Linked DNA regions of Mus musculus: all the other regions are linked to region 1. Evidence: chromatin contacts called from public ChIA-PET and promoter capture Hi-C data. All regions are on one chromosome and are shown on one strand. The core of a region is the stretch at or near the end of the contact, and the rest is flanking DNA. Distances in the headings are between cores, read along the strand shown. Region 1 holds the start of Ankrd6 (ankyrin repeat domain 6). Region 2 holds the start of Pnrc1 (proline-rich nuclear receptor coactivator 1). Region 3 holds the start of Srsf12 (serine and arginine-rich splicing factor 12).

Evidence for each region. Promoter capture Hi-C pulls out the DNA fragments that hold promoters and counts their contacts. ChIA-PET counts read pairs in DNA pulled down with a chosen protein or histone mark.
Region 2: an RNA polymerase II ChIA-PET map of memory CD8 T cells shows a contact between it and region 1, with 61 read pairs. The contact joins the promoter of Pnrc1 here to the promoter of Ankrd6 in region 1. A contact is called at or near these places in 2 of 39 promoter capture datasets (embryonic stem cells and hippocampal neurons) and 6 of 115 datasets of contacts at active chromatin or transcription factors (bone marrow-derived macrophages, embryonic stem cells and memory CD8 T cells).
Region 3: a contact with region 1 is called in a promoter capture Hi-C map of stem cell-derived epiblast-like cells, with 2.1 times the contacts expected there. The contact joins the promoter of Srsf12 here to the promoter of Ankrd6 in region 1. A contact is called at or near these places in 5 of 39 promoter capture datasets (cranial neural crest, embryonic stem cells, hippocampal neurons and 2 more), 5 of 484 Hi-C or Micro-C datasets (the N1E-115 cell line and embryonic stem cells), 2 of 115 datasets of contacts at active chromatin or transcription factors (memory CD8 T cells and pro-B cells) and 2 of 9 other capture datasets (adipose tissue and embryonic stem cells).

The regions. Positions count from the first base shown.
Region 1 is chr4:32,949,565-32,952,089 of GRCm38.p6, reverse strand. It overlaps Ankrd6 (ankyrin repeat domain 6), which reads left to right and starts at 1,264. Exons shown (of 16, transcript NM_001012451.1): 1 at 1,264-1,343.
Region 2 is chr4:33,247,526-33,250,050 of GRCm38.p6, reverse strand. It overlaps Pnrc1 (proline-rich nuclear receptor coactivator 1), which reads left to right and starts at 1,264. Exons shown (of 2, transcript NM_001033225.2): 1 at 1,264-2,103. The coding sequence starts at 1,654.
Region 3 is chr4:33,208,007-33,210,531 of GRCm38.p6, reverse strand. It overlaps Srsf12 (serine and arginine-rich splicing factor 12), which reads right to left and starts at 1,260. Exons shown (of 5, transcript NM_001372518.1): 1 at 1,162-1,260. The coding sequence starts at 1,226.

The DNA.
Region 1 (2,525 bases), core at 15-2,514:
GCTTAACTCTCTTCTAGGGTGGGCGGGGAGGGGGTTTTGGAGTGTCTCCTGTTTGAAGCTTTCAGGAGGCAAAAGGAAACAGATACTCTAAGGAAAAGGAGGTTCTCTCCTTGAAACCCAGCTATATTCCAGAGAGGGTGTGAAAAAAAAAAATCGCTTCACCGTAAATTTATCACCAGCCTCAGGTAAGATCGAAGCGTCATGTTCACCGTTCTACCTGCTGACCTCTCCACCTCTGTGAGCAAAAGGTTCCATCACTCATTTGTCATCAGATCGTGTGTGTGTGTGTGTGCGTGTGCGCGTGTGCGTGTGCGCGTGCGTGAGAGAGAGAGAGAGAGCATGCACATGCGCGCGCATGCATGCCTGCATGTGTGCATGTATGTGTGTTAACTTTCTTGCTTGCATTTATATGTATATCGGTGCTGAGGGATTTGAATTTGGGTTCTCATGCTTCATCAGAGCGCACTTTACCCACTAAGTCCTGAGCAGCCAACCCCATGAGATTTTTCTTGAGTAGAATGGCATTCATATAAGGCTGGAAATAGCATTGATTATCTGAGCCTGGTCATTGGGACTGCTATGAATTTGAAATAAACACATTCTTTGAAGTAACCTTTTGTTTACATTAGGCTCCAGGCTTACCACACTCCTAAATCGCTCAGTAAGTTGTTCTTTTTCTTTTCTTCTTGAGGCAGGCTCACATAGGCCAGATGTTGCAGACATTTGTTGGAGTGTAACCCCCTAGTTTATGCTGCCCGGGGAGCTCTTTTAGGTACTGAAAAAGTAGCTGTGGCAGTGAGAGACAAAAACAGTCAAGACAACAGTATGTAAGGCGTACTTGGAACCCGCGGGTGAGGACTGATGTCCCTGCTGGTCCTTCACCAGGCAGCAGCGGGAGAGAGGATGCCCGACCCTCTCTTTGCAGCAGCTTCCTCGGTTTCCATCGGCTCCAGAAAGCCGGCCACAGGTGGAGGGCTGGAGGGTTCTCCGCTCAGTCCATCCAATTGGTGCGCCTGGTGCCCGATGCCGCTGAGGAAACAGCCCTCAGCGCGGGTGTCCTCCCGCTGCTCGTGGGTCCCAGTGGGAGCCACCCCGCACCTCCGGGATGTGCGGTTCGGGAGGATCGTGTGCAATGACCAGCGGCCGCTGCGGGGCGCTGTAGCCCTGCGGACAGCCGGGTGGGGCGTGGCCCGAGGGGCGTGGCGTGGAGTATGGGGCGGGGCCGGCGGGGCCCTCAGGCATCCAGGCCACGCGCGGTGGAGCGTGGGGCGAGCGGCTGCGGGCAAGGAGCGCAGCGGCCCGCGAGCTCCGTGCGGAGCGGCCGGCCGGCGCGGGAGCGAAAGGTACTGGGCATAGTCGCCGGCTCCTGCGAGTGCTAGTAATCCTCCAGGAGCGCTCATGGGGACACTGGGAGGGGGCGTCGCTGGCAGGGGCGCGCTCCTTAGTGGCCGTCTGGCTCCGGGCGCTCTCGACGTCGCGCGTGTGGGGAAGTGCTTGCCCTGCAAACTCTTCCGCAGCCCAGGGCAAGGGCAGTTCCCACGGTCGTTTGGAGCACGGCTGGTCCCGCGGGGCCTTAGGGCCTTGTGCGCCGCCTTTCGGGCTCAGGATTCTCTTACTTGCCTAGGGCATTGAAATGTATCGCTTCCTGTAGATTTGGGGAGCTGGAGAGAAGGGGGATCATTATGGCTGATCCAAAAGGAGTTGTACTTTGTGAAGCTGGCCAAGAACGTTTCCCCCGAAGTGCATTGAGAGAATTCACGTGGTGGTAAGGTGTGTGTGTGTGTTTACCACTTTGATGGCATGAGACTGAGTTGTGAAACCACCAGTTAGGTGTGCGACTGGAAAACCCACGTCTTCAAGCCTTAATAGTTAGAGCTGTGAACTGAAAGCATCATACATAACCTTGAAGTTGACATCAGGCTTTATGGCGGGCATCGTTCCTGTGAGGCGAGGCTCTTGGCTGGTGGTAGCCATGTGTATTAAATTGATACTGATTGAATGTAATGGAAAGAACTTGGACAGTGACCAATCACACCCAGGTGCGAGGTTGTCCCAAGTGTTCAGATTGATACTGACTAACGGTTTCTCATCTTTAAAATATCTGTTACGTGAGTAGTTGGGATAATTAACTTCCTTTGTTACCCTGATTGTATACTTAGCATATGGTGAGTAAGTTTTGTTTTGTTTTATCCTGAGAATACAATGGCCAGAGGATGGCTCATCTGGCAGACTCTTGCCACCAGACAATTGGAGTTTGATTCGCAGAAGGTGTGACAAGGTGGAACTGACTCTCTCACCAGTCGTGGTGTCCTCTGACCTCTTCATGGGCTGAGGTTCATACACACACACACAACATAAATAAACTAGGAATTCATATTACAATTAGGAGGGGTTTCTGCCCTCTCAGCTTGAGGGAAGGAGCAGTCTGAGAAAAAAAATGAGGGAAAATTGGACACCAGACAACAGTTAGTTATAAATTGTTGAGAAGTCTAACCAAAGCTGATTTTTAAAATCAAAACCATCAC
Region 2 (2,525 bases), core at 15-2,514, 300 kb before region 1:
ACTGCTGGCCAAAGACAATGGAACTATTCCCTGCCTCTAACCTCCTAGCTCATTCCCATCTTCTGTTCTCCTCACAGTGTGTGTGTGTCTATGTGTGTGTGTGTGTGTGTGTGTGTGTGTAGTGGAAGCAGGTTTGCGGCAGAATGTGTTTGGAAGTCAGAGGGCCACTTTGTGGTTTTGGCTGTCTTTCATTTTTAGGTGGCTTACAGGGATGGGACTCAGGCTGCTAGGCTTATATAGCAAGCATTTTAATTACTCACTGATCCATCTAGATGCCCTGCTCTTTTTATTATGAGGCAGAGTCTCATTAAATTCCCTACACTAGAAATTTCCCATCCTCTACTTCTGCCTCTCCAGGAGCTAGTGTTACAGGTCTTGACCTTGCCATACCTAGACCAGAGTTCAGATTCTTCTGTTAATTTTTTAATGATTTGTGTCTAATTCTTTAGTCTCTTGTATGCCTTACTGTAAAATGATTAAAAAAAAATTATTGGACAATGGTGACATGGGCCTTTAATCCCAGCACTAGGGAGGCAGAGACTGGTGTATCTCTGTGTTCGAGGCCAGCCTGGTCTACAGATCGAGTACAGAGTACAGCCTGGGCTACACAAAGAGTAACGCCATCTCGAAGAAAGAAAAAAGAGGAAACTAAATAAATAAAGCCCCAATCATTAAAGAAGTATGTTTCAAACAAGATGAATTACAGAAATTGGTTCTGAGGTCCTATTTGGTAACTGGTGTCTACAGTTCTTTTCTGTATTAAACTGTGAGTAGAGAATTCTGTTAACCCAGTTAGCTAGCAACTGTAGCAGAGCTGTTTTCTCTGGGTGGGACAAAGGCCAATTGGTTGGCAGCAGCATCAAGTTTCAGGGGCAATGTGAGATCTCAAGAGACTCCCAGAGATCTTTAGCTATAAAGGCAGTAAAAAATTAAAGGCCCATTTTCGGCATTATAGAGTACTTCTGATGAGCTGAAGAATCCTTCAGTAAACCCTTTTTTATTTTCACCACCAGGGTTAATTGGCAGCGTCGGAAAACCGAATGAGAAACCACATAGCCAAATTTCACTGTAGGTTAAATGGAGGCAGATCTTCACCAGTGCTGTAAATCCTTAGTGAAATAAATCCTTAGTGTTCTCCGAAATCTCTTAAAATTTTTATGTAGGGCTGAAATCGAAAACCTACAAAGCAGTCCTTTCTGGAGGTCAGAAGCTTCCTAGTTCCTCCACCGCCTCTCTCCTCCTCCTCCCCTGCCCCACCCCCAGGCTACCCCAAAGGATCGCTGCCAGGGAGGTGAGGCAGAAGTCGAACTTCATTGTTCACGGGACACTCTCGGTAAGAGCCCGTTGGGCGCGCCTGCGCAACGTGCGCTCTTTGTGAAGGGCTGCAGCAGGCTGCTTGTTTGTGTCTTGCCTCGGGGCGCGGAGGCGGGACCGAGGGAGTGGCCTGGCAGGCGCACGCGGATTGGGCCGCCGCAGGGAGGTGGGCGGGCACGGGGCGGGGCCTCGGGTAACAACACTGGCCGCGGTGGCCAGCGCTATTTGTTGCTGCGCCGCCTCGCCCGAGTCATGGTCCTTGCTCCGAACCTTCCAGCAGCAGCCTCCGCCGCCGCCCCGTGACTCCTGCTCCCCGCCTTTCTGCCGAGTCCCCGCGCCATGACCGTCGTCTCCGTCCCACAGCGAGATCTCGCTCTGAGCGGCCGCTTAGCGCCGCTCGGGTTCCTCGGGGCCCTCCCGATGGTGAACCCGGCCCCGCCGCCCTTGCCGCGCCTTCCGGACCCGCGCGCGCTGCCACCCACCCTCTTCCTGCCGCACTTCCTCGGGGGGGACGGGCCGTGCCTGGCGCCCGCGCCTCGCACCACCGCGCCGTCCGGCTGCACCTTGGCCCCGGCGGCTGCCCCGCGGGCGGCGCCCAAGAAGCGGCGGAAGAAAAAGGTGCGGGCCAGCCCGGCCGGGCAGCTGCCCAGCCGCTTCCACCAGTTCCAGCAGCACCGGCCGAGCCTGGAGGGTGGTCGCAGCCCGGCGCCGGGGCCAATCGTCGCGCAGGAGGAGCGAGGTCTGGCGGCCACTGCCCTGCTCCACAGACAGCCCCCACTCGCGAAGGAGGTAGGGCCGGTGGGGGCGGGGCGGCTGTTTACTCGGGAGGGAAGTTTCCGTGACGCTCGCTCGAGTGGTGGGGCGGAAGCGGGAGGGGGGCTGGGCGGCTGCGCTGGCGCCGCCCATTGGCTCCGGAGCCAGCCAATGGGAGCGGCGGCTACGGCCCAGCAACAGCCTGCATTTAGAAGCTTGGCGGCGCTCCAGGGGGTTTCGGCGTTCGGGGCTCAGGGACCTGCGGAGGGCTGACGTCAGCCCGCTACGTGCAGCGCTCTGGGGCGCTCATGAAGGCGGTGCTGGGTGGGGGCGGAGGCGCAGGCGCAGGCGCGGTGCCCAGTGGGGCACCGGGCGGGCGGGACCCACGCACAGCCAGATCCGCTGAGTCGGACTGCTGTTGGGAAGTTGGCAGGAGTCTCCGTCTGATGCCCGACGCG
Region 3 (2,525 bases), core at 11-2,510, 260 kb before region 1:
CCATAAAACCCAGGAATCTTTTAAAATTCTATTAACTCACAGTCTACAGTAGTGACATAAATATTTACAGTGATTAAATTTAAAGTTCTTAATTCTCCTAAAAGTAAATCCCCAGCTTGGTGGTGGGGGTCACCTGCAATGCCAGGACTTGGGAGGGAGGCCAAGGTAACAGGATCAGAAGTACAAGGTCAGCCTAGACTAGATACTACTCTCTCTCTCTCTCTCTCTCTCTCACAAAACAAAACAAAACAAAAACAAAAACAAAAACAAAACAAAACATACATTATGATTACTTCAGATAACTAACAACTGAAGAGCTGCGTACATTTGTGCCTGTTTAGGTCCAGGTAACTCCTTAAAACCCTTGAACTTCAACTTTTCCATAGGTGGCCAAGATGGCAGAACTAGAACGGGGGATTAAGTAATTCCAATGAAAGATGAAGGTGTCTATTAGTGTCACGCCTCCCATTCTCTCTCCGGCTCCTATTAAAGGAAAAGGTGCGCTAGTCTGAAAAAAGGGCATTTCTTCAGCTCTATGCCTGGCAACCATCTGGACAGAATTTTCAAAGAGGGATGGAGGAAATAAAGACTTCCTGCACCATAATGAAGCCTAAGACTGTTCCCAGGACTCAAAGAAAACCATAGAAATCGAACTGACTAGTCTTTTGTATATTAAATGTGGGCCATAATCACTGTCTGAACAGTGCAGAGGAAATTGCAAGGCCTAAGGTGTGCATCCTGGGGAGGAGACAGCCCCAGTTCCTCCGGAAGGTTAGTGGGCGGCGCCTGCAGAGCGCAGTGCCACCAGAGCCAGGGCCAGCACTGCCACCACAGCCGGAGCCACCCAGCCCGCACCTTGACGCCGGGCCAACACCTGACATCACGACCGCACCCCAACACCTCGCCCACACCCCAAAACCCAGATACTCCGACAGCCCGCAGTGGCACCCCTACGACACCTGGCCAGCATTCCCAACACCCGGCCAGTGCCCCAACACAAGACCGGTACCCTGACGCCCAAATGGCACCCCAACAGCTTGCAGCTCGGCACCCGGGGTACCCGGGCGGCATCGTCATCCAGACAGCCCCCCACTGCCCACCCCGTACCCCGACAACCCGGCGCCCCGGCCCGTGCCCCCGCGGGGTCCGGTCTCCACTCACCTGGTGGCGTCTGCGACGTTCCTGACGAACAGGGAGGTGTTGGGGGGCCTGGTGTAGCGAGACATGCCTCTCGCGGCCCCGCTCCCAGCAGCCCGCCGCGCCCCCTCCCGGGCCGGCCGCGCAGCCGCAGACGCGGGCGGGGGGCGCGGGGCCTGCGCGGCCGCGCGAGCACAGACCTTGCCACTGCCCGGGCCTCTAGGGAATAGATCCGATCCCCCATCGCTGCAGGCCAGCTAGGTGCTCCAAGGGAGACCTGCCTCTCCCAAACAGCCCCAGAAAAAGATCTCATGACAGGGCTTCGAAAGAGCCATGTGCAGGGTCAGGGAGCCACTTGTGGGCATGCAAGCTTAGCCACAGCCTTTCCCTAAAGAGATCAACTCGACCCTCAGGGAAGAAAGACTGAACACGGGCGTGGGGGTGGGGGTGGGGGGAACTGCTGCAGTACTGCAGCTTAAGCAAAAAGGCCTCGAGGCAATAAACAGGGTAAGCATCAAAGAAACCCAGACGGGAGAGCAGGCTGGGGTCTTTTGTTTGCTTGTTTACTCAGGCCTAGAATTCCTTTTGTAGTGGGCTCCACATCAGGCTGGGTTTAATGCTAGGAAAATTGAGAGTACTGTGTATTGGTTAGTGGAGCTGGTGTAATAATGCCACGCATTTGGTGGTTTAATGAAACTTATCTTGAAAAGACTAGGGATGTAACTCAATGGAAGAGTGATTGTCTAGCCTGCAGGATGCACGCTGTTCCAGTACCTGAGCAGAGACTATGGCAGAACCTGTCATCCCAGGGCATGGGGGGGGGGGGGGGGAGGACGGTGAGGAGTGATGGCAGGGAGGTCAAAAGTTATCTACTATAGAGGAGCTGGAGGCCAGCCAACTGAGACCTGTCATTACTGATAGCGCATAGATCTACTCTTACAATTTCTAGATCTGTTTTGAAGCAGCTAAGTACTTCTTTTAGTACAACAGCTTCCTGTAGGAGAGCCTGAGGCAGGAACATTTTCAAGTGCAGATGACTAAATGATATTACACCGGGGTAGCTTCGAGGTGGGGGCTGGAGAGAAGGTTCAGCAGTCAAGAGCGCTTGCTGCTCTTGCAGTGGACCCGGCCGGGTTCCTCTCCCAGTGTCCACGTGGTGGCTTACAGTTCCAGGGTGTCCAACACCCTCTTCTGGCCTCAGTGGGATGCAAGGCACACAAGTAGGCAAAACACTTACACATACAATAAAAATAATAGTTTGACAAAAGGAATACTGCATTAAGCTTGGCCGGTGTCTTAAGCAACCATGTTCAGTAACTAATATAGCTATGTGTTATTGCTTTTTCGATGTTTTTTTCTGGTACTCTTGAGGGTCCAGACTAAAAGCC